Regions from separate parts of the Anser cygnoides genome. Here region 2 is linked to region 1. Evidence: chromatin contacts called from public Hi-C data. All regions are on one chromosome and are shown on one strand. The core of a region is the stretch at or near the end of the contact, and the rest is flanking DNA. Distances in the headings are between cores, read along the strand shown.

Region 1 (5,534 bases), core at 2,115-4,614:
CGCGCACATGTGTACCCTCCGGCTGCTGGCGCCGGGCCCAGAACCACTGCGCTTCACTTTTCCAAACCCACCCCAACCTTTTTCTTTTTCTTTTTCATTTTTTTTTTTTTCGTTCGAATTTCGAGAAATTCGCGTCGAGGCGAAGGGTCTGAAATCGCGCCGGGAGGGAGGAGGGGCCCGCAGGGCAGTCCCCGCGTTGTTGGCAGGTACCCGGCTCCCTTTTAATGCGAGGAGGAAGAAAGCCGAGCGCGAGATGGGAGAGACGGGCTGTAAATTAAAAGCTGCCCGAAGCCTCCCGGCCTCCCCCGGCTTGTTAAGCGGGAGGTGTAAGTCAATTCCCCGCTTCCCACCGCCGCGTCCAGGCACGGCCAAGAGGAACCGCACGTGTTCGGGGTGTTCGGGGAGGGCAGCGCCGCGCACATCCCAGCCCCGGCCACCGGCCCAGCTGCGGCGGGGCCCCCCGGGACGGCCGCTGCCCCTTCTGCGGGGAGCGTGGGGGCTGCCTGGCGCGTCGGGGGCTCGCTGCCTGGCCTGCTCCTCCCTTCCTCCCGAGCCGGGCTGGGGCCGGCGCTCGCAGGCGGAGAGAGGTCAGAATGAGGGTGTGGGCAGCTCCGGGGGCTGCACAGCTGAGAGCTGAGGTGCACTTGGAGCCCGAGCGCGCGGGGCGGAGGAGAAGTCCTCGGGGCTTCGCTAAAGTCATCCCGGCTGGCTGGGAACAGCCCGGAGCTGAACATGTGCGTGCCGGCCCCGGTACCGACCCCGCAGCCAGCTCTGCACCTCACCCCCCCCCCCCCGAATTTCCCTGCCTTGACCTGCGGGTCCCCGGTCTTCCCAAGGGATATTGTGCGTCCTGGGACCTCCTGCCTTGTGGTTTCATCCCGTTTCTCCAGTTCACCGCTCCTTTCCCGAGTTCACACGTCGGCTGCTCTCCAAGCCCCCCGCCCGTGACCCCGGGGACGAGCGCAGCCCCACGTACTTGCTGGAGCTGAGCAGCTGCAGCTCCTGTTCTAGCAGGGCCGAGAGCCTCAGCTCTCCAGGCACGTCCCCGTGGCCGTGCCTGCGCCCTGATGGGCACGTGGGCCTGGAAAGCCCGAGCACCTCGGCTGCCTCCTGCAGCACAGGCAGTGACCCAGGGTTCAGGGTAAAGCCTTCGTCCCTTGGCCACCGTTTTCTTTCTCAGTTCCAACGTTCCCATCCATGAGCTTCCCCTGCTCCCGTCCCGTGGCAGGGTTTGACGTGCCCAAGGGGAGCCTGGTGTCGTGGCCTCGCCCGAGCCCCGCAGAGCCGTGCTGCTCGCAGCTAAACCCCTGCCTTCTCCCGGCAGTTCTCGTGCTCTACCTTCCTTCCTCCGCCGTGCTCCCCGCCTCTCGGTGCCCAGCTGTGCTGCCGGTGGAGCTCACCCGCTCCACGCCTGTCCCGGGATCCCTGCGCTGCACCGGCTGGCAGGACAGCCCCGCTCCTCCATGCTGCAGCTCCCAACCACAACCATCGCTGCGGTCACGCTTACACCAGCCTCGAGGGCGATTTGGGCTTTGTTGTGCTTCCTTCACTGCCCTGGCTTGGGTGTGCACAGGACTGTTGCTCAGGCTGGGGGGGAAGCACAGGTCCTGGCAGAGGAAATAGTGAATGGGGGTTGCCCTGCTGACACCAGCTGCAGGGAGAGCAGGAGGGCTCGGTTCCCCTGCACAAGCCGGGACCCCAAAACCATCACGCTGAGCAGGGCCAGGTAGGGCAGAGCGGGTTTAGGTCGCAGTCTGCTGCATCCTGGTGGCAAGGGGCAGCCCTTTGCTGCCCGACCATGGCTTGCGGGGTGGCTGCTGCTCCCTGGCTCCGCCGCCTCCATCCTGCCCTTACCCTCACCCATGCTGGCACGGAGCCCCGTGTCACGGGCAGGTGACGGCAGCGAGCCGAAGGGCCAGCCACCTCCCTGAGCGCTACCCGAATATTTTCGGGGCAGGCAGGTGGAGCGGGGAGGTGGCAGGGCCGTGCCCCGTGCCCCCGGCCGCCCCCGCCGCTTGGCCCGGCCCTCAGTGCGCGCTGTTCGGAGCCCCCTGTCCTTTGTGCCGCCGCCGCGCGCTGGGAGCGGCCGAGTTTCCTGAGCGGTTGAAAACATCCCACCTGAAACATAACAGGCTCTTCCTCTGGATGCTGCTATTGTTTCGCTCAGCATTACAGAAGCAGCTCGGCCGGGCGGCCAATTATGACATGTCTTCCCAAAATAGCCGCGCTCCTGTCCCTTCTGAGCCCACGGAACGGCCGCCCCCTTAAGATGCAGCCGCTCCTTTGTGGCGGTAGTGTGAGTAACTGGCTAAATATAGCCGCATCCCATTCACGCTCTCGTCTGGGCGCAGGAACAATGCCGCGGGTGCACACGCGCTGACACGCACCTGCCTGGGAGCGGGTGCCTGCCGGCTGCGGAAGGCGCACACCCACCCACGGCGGCTCCGCCACGGCGGCGGCCCCGGCTTGCTACCAGGCACGGGGCACGTTTACTCCTGAGGAAGACGCTGCGGACGAACCTTGGAAGGAGGAAACCCTCGAGCAGAGGCGAGGGAGGCATTGTTCTCAGCCCTGGAAAACGCGCCTCCCAGCCCCGCACGCGCGCGCGTTGCCGAGCGTGCGGGGACGGAGCGGGCAGCGGCACCGGGGTGCCCCGCGGATGGAGGGCGGCTCTCGGAGGGTCAGGGCAGAAGGGGTGGCAGCAGGATGGTGACAGCCCATCCGTCCCGGCAGGGCGGCGTCACCGCCGGTGACCCGTCCCGGAGGTGGCAGGGCACGCAGCTCTGCGGGGCTCCGGCTCCTGGCTTTTCTCTGCCGGGCTGCAGGAACCCACCGCTGCGCTCCTGGCGGACATCTGTCTGCTGTGCCATCAGCAGAAAATGCAGCCTGGCGGCTCGACCCTCGCAAAGACCTGTCCCCATCCCAAAGTGGGATCCCTCCGGCCAGGCAGCGGCTTCCGGGGAATCCCCCAGGTGATCCCAGCTGATGGATGAGCTGGGAATTTGGGACTGTGCGCGCAGGAGTGTCTGATCTCAGTGCTGCCACCAGCTGGGGCAGCTGCGGGAGCTGCCTCCGGCTCCTGCCGAGCTCCTGGGAGAAGCCCCTGACCAGGGAGCCGTGGCCGGGATCGGGGCTGCGGGTGGGTGCGGATTTGGGGGCTGCAGTGGCCAGGAGAAGGAAAAGTGGCTAGCCCCGAGAAGAGCAGCGAGCTGCTGGCCCCAGGGGTCCCCTGCCGGGCTCCAGCCCCGCAGGGTCCCTTTGCCACGGAGCCAGGGAGTGCGTTCAGCCCCGATAAAGCTAAAATCTGCCTGTCCTAAAGTGCTTGCACTGGGGTGAGGCTGCACCAGCTCAACCCCCGAGGGTCTTCCAGACCCCACCACCCACCGAGCCACTCGGGCCACCCTCCCCTTCTACCACGGGGGACAACGAGGCACGACGGGACCGGTGTCGTCGATGGGCACCGTCGGCTCGCGGCGCAGAGCCCGGCCCGGAAGCGGGCATCCCCACCCCGTCCCCGCGCCCCCTCGTCCTCGCCGTGGGGCAGCGGCCGTGCCCGCGGGCCAGCGGAAGGGTTAACGCGGCGCTCGCTCCCCGTCCTGCACATGGGCTCCCTTTCATCTCTGGCTCGAGGCCAGCCGGAGCCTGTATGAATCACAGGCCACTCCTCTCCTCCCCCCCCCCCAAGCCCCTTGGCCAGAGGCTTCTGCAGCCTTTTACTCACACAAACAAAAATAAATCTCGCTGCCGGCCTCTGAACCCTGCAAAGGCGAGTTTCCCTCTGGCTCCCCGAGCGGCCCGGAGCTGTGCGAGGGGACTTGGCACGCTCCCCGCCGACCTCGCTCTTTCACTCCCGGCGCATCCTGTGTCCTTCTCTCACCGGGCGGCCCGGGGAGCGGAATGGGACGTGACGGCCGGCACAGGCATCGCTCGCAGCTGCCAGGAATTGGCCGGGTACGGCCCGCGAGAGCCGCCGGGGCAGATGCCACCCACGAGGGACCCGGCGCCGCTGTCACCTGCGTGGCCCCGGCCGGCCGGGTAGGTGAGCTTCCCGCTCCGTGCGTGCGGGGCCGTGCTCCCCCGGCCGCCTGCGTGGGGCTGGGGTCTGCGTCGGGGCGCACGCAGGGTCCCCCCCCCTTGCTTTTTTGGGTCATCGTTACCCGTGGCAGGCCGGCTGCTGGGACGCGTGGCTTTGCGGAGCCTTCCTGGTTGAACTCAGTGGTTGACGAGGGACGTGCTGCTGTGGGTCGGCCAGCAGGGCCCTTCTCCGTCCCCATGGAGTAGGGCTCGGTGCTGCCCAGGGCCAAACATCTCGTCTCTGCGCTCCCGAATGTTGGGCAGAAACCCACCTGACACCCTCCTTGCTGCGAGGATGCGGGGGCAGCCCCGTGCCGTGGCTGCTGTCGCATTGTCCCCTCTCCATACATCCTCCCGTGGCACCCAGGCGTGCAAACACCTCCCTGCCTCGCCGTTTCCCCAGCCCAAGGTTGGCAAAGGCAGTGCACGTGCAGAGCCAGCACCCAGCACGTGGAGCCAGCCGCCCCCCGGTGCCCCCTGCTCGCTTTTCGCCTTTCTGGCCGATGGGAGCAGTGGCCAGGAGGGCGTGAGGCACGTGGGGAAGGTTCTGGTTGCTGCCTCGACTTGTGGGAGGTGGCAGCATCAAGACATCTTGATTTAAAGCCAGATGACAGCACTTGGAAACGCATTAAATCCCACTTATTTCCATGGCCGCTGCTGGCCCCTGCAGCTCTTCGTTCCAGGGTGCCCCTGGGGCTTTGGCATGGCTGCGGGAGGGTTCGGACCCGAAACCCCGTAACGCTGGGCACAGCGGGGTCAGCACAAGGGGCTGGGTAAGGCTGGGCTTCCCCTCCTAGCCCCGGGGCGCTCCATGTGGTTGCAAGCCCGGTCTCGCAAGGCTTCGCCTGGTGGTTCTGTTCCCCAGCAGTGCTGCTGTGCTCCATGGGTGAGCGGTTCCTATTAGAGGCAGCAAACATCAGCGAGTCCAGGGAAGCTATTTTTAAGCGGAGGAAGCACTAGAATAGCATCCTGAGTTTTTTAAGCCCATGACTTACTAAAGAGCCCAAGTGCTTCGATAGCGTCAAGAGGAATACGTGAGCTTTTCGGTCCCGTCCTGGCAAATGGCCTCATCCAAAGGTCTGGGTCCAGCCCCGGGGGGTTGCTGGTAAGACCCGCCAGACCCTCCCCACGTGTGTGAGCACCTCTGGTCTCTGGAGTGCGTGTGGGGCTCCGTCAAGGACAGCTCTGCGGGTTTTCAGGGCTGGACCCCACCTGGTTTCCCAGCTGGATGTTGTCAGAAAAGGCGCAGCACGTGCGGGACCTGGTGGGACAGAGCGAGATGCTCCCCGCAGACCTTTCCTGCTCAGGGTCCTTGTGTTAGGATGCTGCTGGCACGGCTTGCGCGTCCCAAATTAGTTTGTTGTCGCTGGCGATCGTCACCTTGAGCTGTTTCCATCTGGAGTACAAACACCCCCTTCCTCCAGCCTCCCTTACTGTCGAGGCAGGGCTCTTGGCATCGT
Region 2 (5,534 bases), core at 2,156-4,655, 82 kb before region 1:
GGTTTTCCCTTGGCACAACAGTAATTGAATAATAGTTCTCTCCAGATGTCTGAATGCTTCAGAATCATTAACGAATTAAGCCTCCTAGACTCTTAGCGAGAGGTCAGTCTTGTAGAGCCAGCGCGAGTTTGGCCACCCCAAAAGGAGGGCCACCCAAAAAGCCCCTAGGAAAGCTGAGAGATCTGCTGAAGTTCAGAAGTTCGGAGCGGGTTTTAACCTCCATGTCCTTACCCAGGCTTTCCTCTCAGCAGCAGGGAACGCGGACATCGGGGTTTCCACAGATGGGCATTGAGTTTCACCAGGAGCTCTACCAAAAAAAGGGGGGAACAAAGTTCTCTCGGCAGGCCGGACGCCGTATCTTACTCCTGTATTTCCTCGTGGTTGCACGCCGTGCCGTTCTGTGGGAGCTCGCTGGTGGGTGCAGGTGCCAGGAGACAGCAGCAGTGCGTGGAGCTGTCAGCAGTGCATGTCCTGGGGTGTGTTTATTTTCTCTCAGGGGAGTGGTGCCGGTTTCTTCTGGACCCCACCATCACCTTCCACCCACCAAGCTCTAGAAAATGAGACGAGTGTTAAGCATGCAGGGGGGTGGTCCTCTGGTCCTCTCTGGCCCGATGAAGGCGCTGTCTCCTCGCAGCAGGGGAGGTTGTGGGATTTGTCCTGCTGCTTTTTTCCCCTCTAGGTCTGGATTCAGCCAACTGGGAACCCGTCTGGCAGTGCCTGGTTGGAGTTAGCTTCATGATAGCTTTGCCTGTGATTCTTTTTTGTTTTTATTTTATTTGTGAGATGAGACGTTTGCAAGGATTCTCCCCTTCTGTCTTTCTCAGTCCTTCTCTCCTGCTCTGTTTTATTTCTGTCATTGCTCGTCGTGTCTGAGGACCGTGATGCTGTGTCCGCTTTCAGCTCTGCAGCTGGATCGCGGTCCAAGACAGGAGAAGGCATTTTGGGGAGCACTTGTGCCTCCAGGAGCACTGGGGGGTCCTGGGGGCTCCCTGAGCCTCTGCCTTGATGGCGGGTGTGCGTCCTCGGCTGGGAAAAGGGTCACTGTCCTGGTCAGCTCCTGCATGTTTCACATCCGTTTTTCCTTGGCCGTGTTTGTTGTTTCTGCTCTGTGTACTTGTTCCTCTTCGGCAGCAGCCGCTCGGGTGTCTCTGGGCTGGCTCCTTCTCCCGGCTGGCTTCAGGCTGTGCGATTTTTCCTCGGGGTTCTGCATCTGGAGGGGAGCGCTTCTAGGGCGGCAGCGGGATCAGAGCTCCTGTTAGGCCGTTAGGGGGTTTTGGCGGGGGGGTTTTGGCCGTTTTGCCCCATCAGCCTGGCTTCTGCTTGGGCCAGGCACACGAGGTGGTGGCAGGGACCTGGGTTTGGAGCTGGGGTTCCCTGCTGCCAATACCCGCAGTCCCTGGGAGCTTTTGGCTTGCCGAGAGGCCGTTGTGGTGTGATCCGAGCATCTGTGAGCGTGGCCCGGCTTTTCCTGGGCAGATACCCACAGAAACACCCCTGTTTGTTTATTTACCCTTCCCTGCCAGCTCTTTTCTCACCTCGTAGCTCTTCTTCGTTACGCCCAACTAGGAATTAGTGACAGGTAAAAGCGGAGTTGACGCCGTGCTGTAGCAGCAGCTGCTCTGCCACACGTACACGTGGACACGAGGCCTCTCGGGAAGCTCGCTGATCCGAGGCACCCGTCCCCGGGTCTGCTGGTGGCAGCCTGTGTCCTCGCTGCCGGGCGGCGCTCCTCGGGACAGTGAAGGATGGTGCCTGCTCCTTTCTCTTTCCATGTAGGCTCTTAAGAATAATCCCTGCTGGCAGGAGTACAGGGCTCCGCGTGCGGCCCGTGGCGTCAGGTGGGCAGAGCGCTCACAGAGGGCCATTTTAGGAGCCTCTGGGGTGGAAGACAAGTCCGAGCAGCCAGGGGTTCGTGCTCCCGCTTTAGCTGGGCAGCCCGAAAGCCTGGCGGTGCCGTGGAGCAGGCTCTGCACTCGCCACCCGCTGCCTGCCTTCCCCTCGCTGCTGCTCCCGCGCAGGGTCACCCTTCAGGCTGCTGCTGCTGATGCCCTGGGAGCTCCCAGCCCTGTGCTAACTCTTGCCTGCTTTTATTTTACACCCAACGTTGTGCTCCCGTGCAGAGGGCGGAGGGGACGGAGGCCACGAGCCCGGCAGTGCCTGGAGATGCCCAGCGGCCGGGCTGCCCGCCGAAGCCGCTTCTCACGCCTGTCCCACATCTGAGCCGAGCCCGAGCGGTGGCGTAGGTGCGTCCCCAAAAGGGGGGGGGACACGGGAAGCGAGGGAGTGCCCCCTCGGCCTCTCTCGGCGCAGGAGAGCGACACGAGGTCTTGCAGAGGGCCTTGGGGCAGGCTGCCTGTCGGCGCCTTGCCGCAGGAAGGCGGCTGCTGTTAAGTGAGGAAGTTTGTCTCCTCCACGCTTAGGTGCTCTCTAGTATTTGACGCGAGCGATCCTCTCTGTGGGCTGGCGCGGTGCGGCCTGCCCTGGCCGTCAGGGGAAGGCAGTGCTTCCCCTCCAGCCTGCCGCTCTGCTCTCGTACCTCTGCCGTGCTGCAGCCCTCTGCTGAGCCTCCCCCGTGGCACAAAAAGGAGAGGGAGGCTCTTTGGGGCCAGAACAGCAAGCGCTGGCAGCCAGCTGAAGGCTGCCCCTCCTCATTCCTCTCCTTTGCCCACCACCCACGTGCAAAAGCAGCATGAGTTGTCGAGTCCTTAATTTTCAGGCCCAGAGCGGTGCTTGAGAGGGAGAAACGTGGAGTTCCCTCTGCCCTGCCCGGGCAGCCTCCTGCCCTCACCCCCGCAAGCTCGCAGGAAGCAGTTTGGTTTGGTTACTCATTCATGGAGGTCAGGACTGGGTCTGGGTTTTTTTTTCCCCTTTGTGTTTAGGAAACGGTTTACAAACTGTTTTGAGCACGGGGGAGCTGGTAGCGTGCGAAAGAGGCTTCTCAGGCTCTTTGCTGCTGGACTCGCGTTAATTCTCTGCCCTGCCTCCTTTTCTGTAATCTCTTTCTCGGTTGGCAGCGTGAGTATTTCTGAGTGCTTTCCCCAGGCTGCAAACCCTCCGCCTCCTGATCTGACCTCGGTCACCAAACCACCTCGGGGCTTTATTTTTACTCTAGCCGTTTGGTTTCGCGCGGTAAGGTTGGTTTCTTTCCCCCAGCAGTGAGAAGCCTCCTCTGCGGAGGAAGTAAAAGAGTGCCAGGCTGCAGTTGAAGCTGGTTAAACACCAAAACCACACTCCTAGCCTCTCTGGGCTTGAGACGTGACATTCAGCCATGCAGCTAGCGCTGCCTTTTGTGCCTGCTGCCAGTTGTGCACCCTCCCTGCTCGCGCTGAACTTCTAAAAAACTGTTCTTTTTTATTTTTTTTTAACTTCAAAACAGCGGTAAGAATCCTCAGCTGCAGTTCAGGCACTAGCAATCCGCCCAGAAACGCTGTAGCACGCTGCTGGGGCTCGTGATCCCCCGTGGACGCTCAGCACCGCTCTGCTGAGGCCTCCCCGAGCTCGGTACAGCTCAGGGAGCCTGCTGGCTGAGGCAGCGCGTGCACGCATGGCGTGTAGAACCCACATGTTGCTTTCCAGCACAGCTTGACCTTTTGTCACTACCCAGAAAGCGAAGGCTTAAGCTCTCGGTAAGAGTTTCCAGAAGTTGGTGTTGACTTTTAATTTATTTTTTTTTTTAATTTTTCTTAATTTTATTTTTAGACCGTGTTGGCGGTTTTATTTAACTGCGAAGGACAAGGCAGGGCCTAACGTTACTTGAAGGGGAGAAACACCGACATCGGTCTCCTTCCGGTAACGAGCATCTGGTGCTAATGTGTGCTGGTGGATCGGAGGTGGGAGCGCTACGAGGACATCAAGGGCCTCGTGCCTGTGCGAGAGGCTCCGCTACATCCCAGCGCTCCCGGAGAGGCTGCGGACGGGGTGGGGGCAAGGCTGCGAGTTCCAACAAGCCTCTCATGCTCTAAACCCAAGTACAATCATCCAGAAACCGCCTTCCCCTGTCGCTCGCTCTTTTCCTCATTTCCTCTCCTGCTGGTGCTGATCAGCCGGGGATTTGTGTGTAACCAAACCCCTCCCGCTGCCGCACGTGAGGCCTCGCTCGTGGCAGCGGGTCCGATGGGCCCGGCGCTGCGGAGCGCTGTCGGGCGGGGAGGGTTTGCGCTTCAGATGAGAATACTGCAGGAATTGGCAGCGCTGGTAGAGGAAGTAAAACGTCTAACAGCAGGACTGGGAAATTTCCCAGAGCAGGGCGAAGCCTGTCAGACGGTGATTGCTCTTGAGCTTTTTTTTTTGTTGTTTGTTGTTGGTCTAACCTTGATCTCTGTCTGCAGTTGGCCCGCTCCCACCTTTTCTGCCGTCTGTTGAACGCTTTTTGGGATGGCACCTCGTATTCCGCAGCCAAAACCCTTTATTTCTGCCACGGGGAATATTTATTTCTTTCCACTGTTGAATGAGCCACTTCCAGCCAGGCTTCGTATCCACTGTGGAGGTGGGTATTAGGAAAGAAACTTCCTTCCGGAGGATCAGGGAGTGGAACCTGCTGGAATCTGTGTCATTTCCTCTGTCCTTGGCTCTGCTCTTCCTCCCCAGCAGACCTCAGTGCTGCGTGGCGCACGGCGGAGACGAAGATGCCTTCGTGCCCCGGGTGAAACCACCCAGGTAGGAGCGAAGGCTCCGGAAGAGCTCCCCAGGCAGCGCCCTGCCCGCGCGTGGGCAGCCAGCTGCAGCGGTGGGAGCCGCGCGGAGCGCTGGCCGCCTCTCGCTGCCCTCTGCCCCGCCGGTGGACGCAGCTTGGGAGAGCAGGAGTGCGAAGAGCAGCCTGTGATAATGCTGTCAGCCTTCTGGAAGGCTCGGCCTCCGCTCAGCCTGTTGTCCAAACGTCTCCTCTGCCGGCCTCGTTCCTTCCTAAGCCTTTTTGGGTTAGATCTCTCCTGTCCTCACCTTTCTGAATTTCTCCTGTCGTCTCCCTCCTTCGTGCTTGACCCCACAGATGATCTGCTCTGGAATAGCGGAGAACGCTGACGACACCCCGAGCTACGTTAAGGGAAGATCTCTTACAAACAGGGCTCAGCACACGTCCCTTGGTGTCACGTTTTTATTGCAGATGCTGGTTTCTTCCTGGCACGCTGTGCGTGTTTGAGCATAAGCTGCTTTTTGCTGGGGCTTCAGCACGCAGCCTGCCCCTTACCTGCTGGACGAAGCACGGCCCTGCCCGGGTCATCTCTCAGTGCTTAACCAGATGCAGCCTTCAAGAGCTGAGCTTGTATCCTAAATGACCTGCAGCACCGGAGCCAACTTGTGAAACATTTAGTGTTGAAAGTGAACTTGATATCTCAGCTGAGGACCCTCTTTGGCGTGTTTGCATAGATTCATGGAGTTTATGGCCAGCAGGGACCATTAGATCATCTAGTCTGATCTCCTGTATATCACAGGTCCTTAAATTTCACCCTGCTACTCCTGCGTGAAGCCAAATAACTTGTGTTTGGCTAAAGCAAAACTTCCAGAAAGACATCCAGCCACGAGAATCCACCCTCTTC

What was found. A called contact is a pair of places that touch in the nucleus more often than the background predicts.
Region 2: a contact with region 1 is called in a Hi-C map of liver, with 3 times the contacts expected there. The contact joins two enhancer-like sites. A contact is called at or near these places in 4 of 7 Hi-C or Micro-C datasets (granulosa cells and liver).

What each region holds. Positions count from the first base shown.
Region 1 is chr18:7,641,946-7,647,479 of Taihu_goose_T2T_genome, reverse strand. The region is part of intron 15 of SMG6 (SMG6 nonsense mediated mRNA decay factor); the gene reads left to right. Among named protein-coding and RNA genes, the nearest start is that of HIC1, 16 kb to the right of the region's middle. Within about 2 kb of position 3,364, at least 1 of the 3 cell types and tissues checked has open chromatin away from gene starts, as enhancers often do. A contact at or near this core is called in liver, where this site is marked.
Region 2 is chr18:7,724,427-7,729,960 of Taihu_goose_T2T_genome, reverse strand. The region is part of intron 9 of SMG6 (SMG6 nonsense mediated mRNA decay factor); the gene reads left to right. Among named protein-coding and RNA genes, the nearest start is that of SMG6, 16 kb to the left of the region's middle. Within about 2 kb of position 3,405, at least 2 of the 3 cell types and tissues checked have open chromatin away from gene starts, as enhancers often do. A contact at or near this core is called in liver, where this site is marked.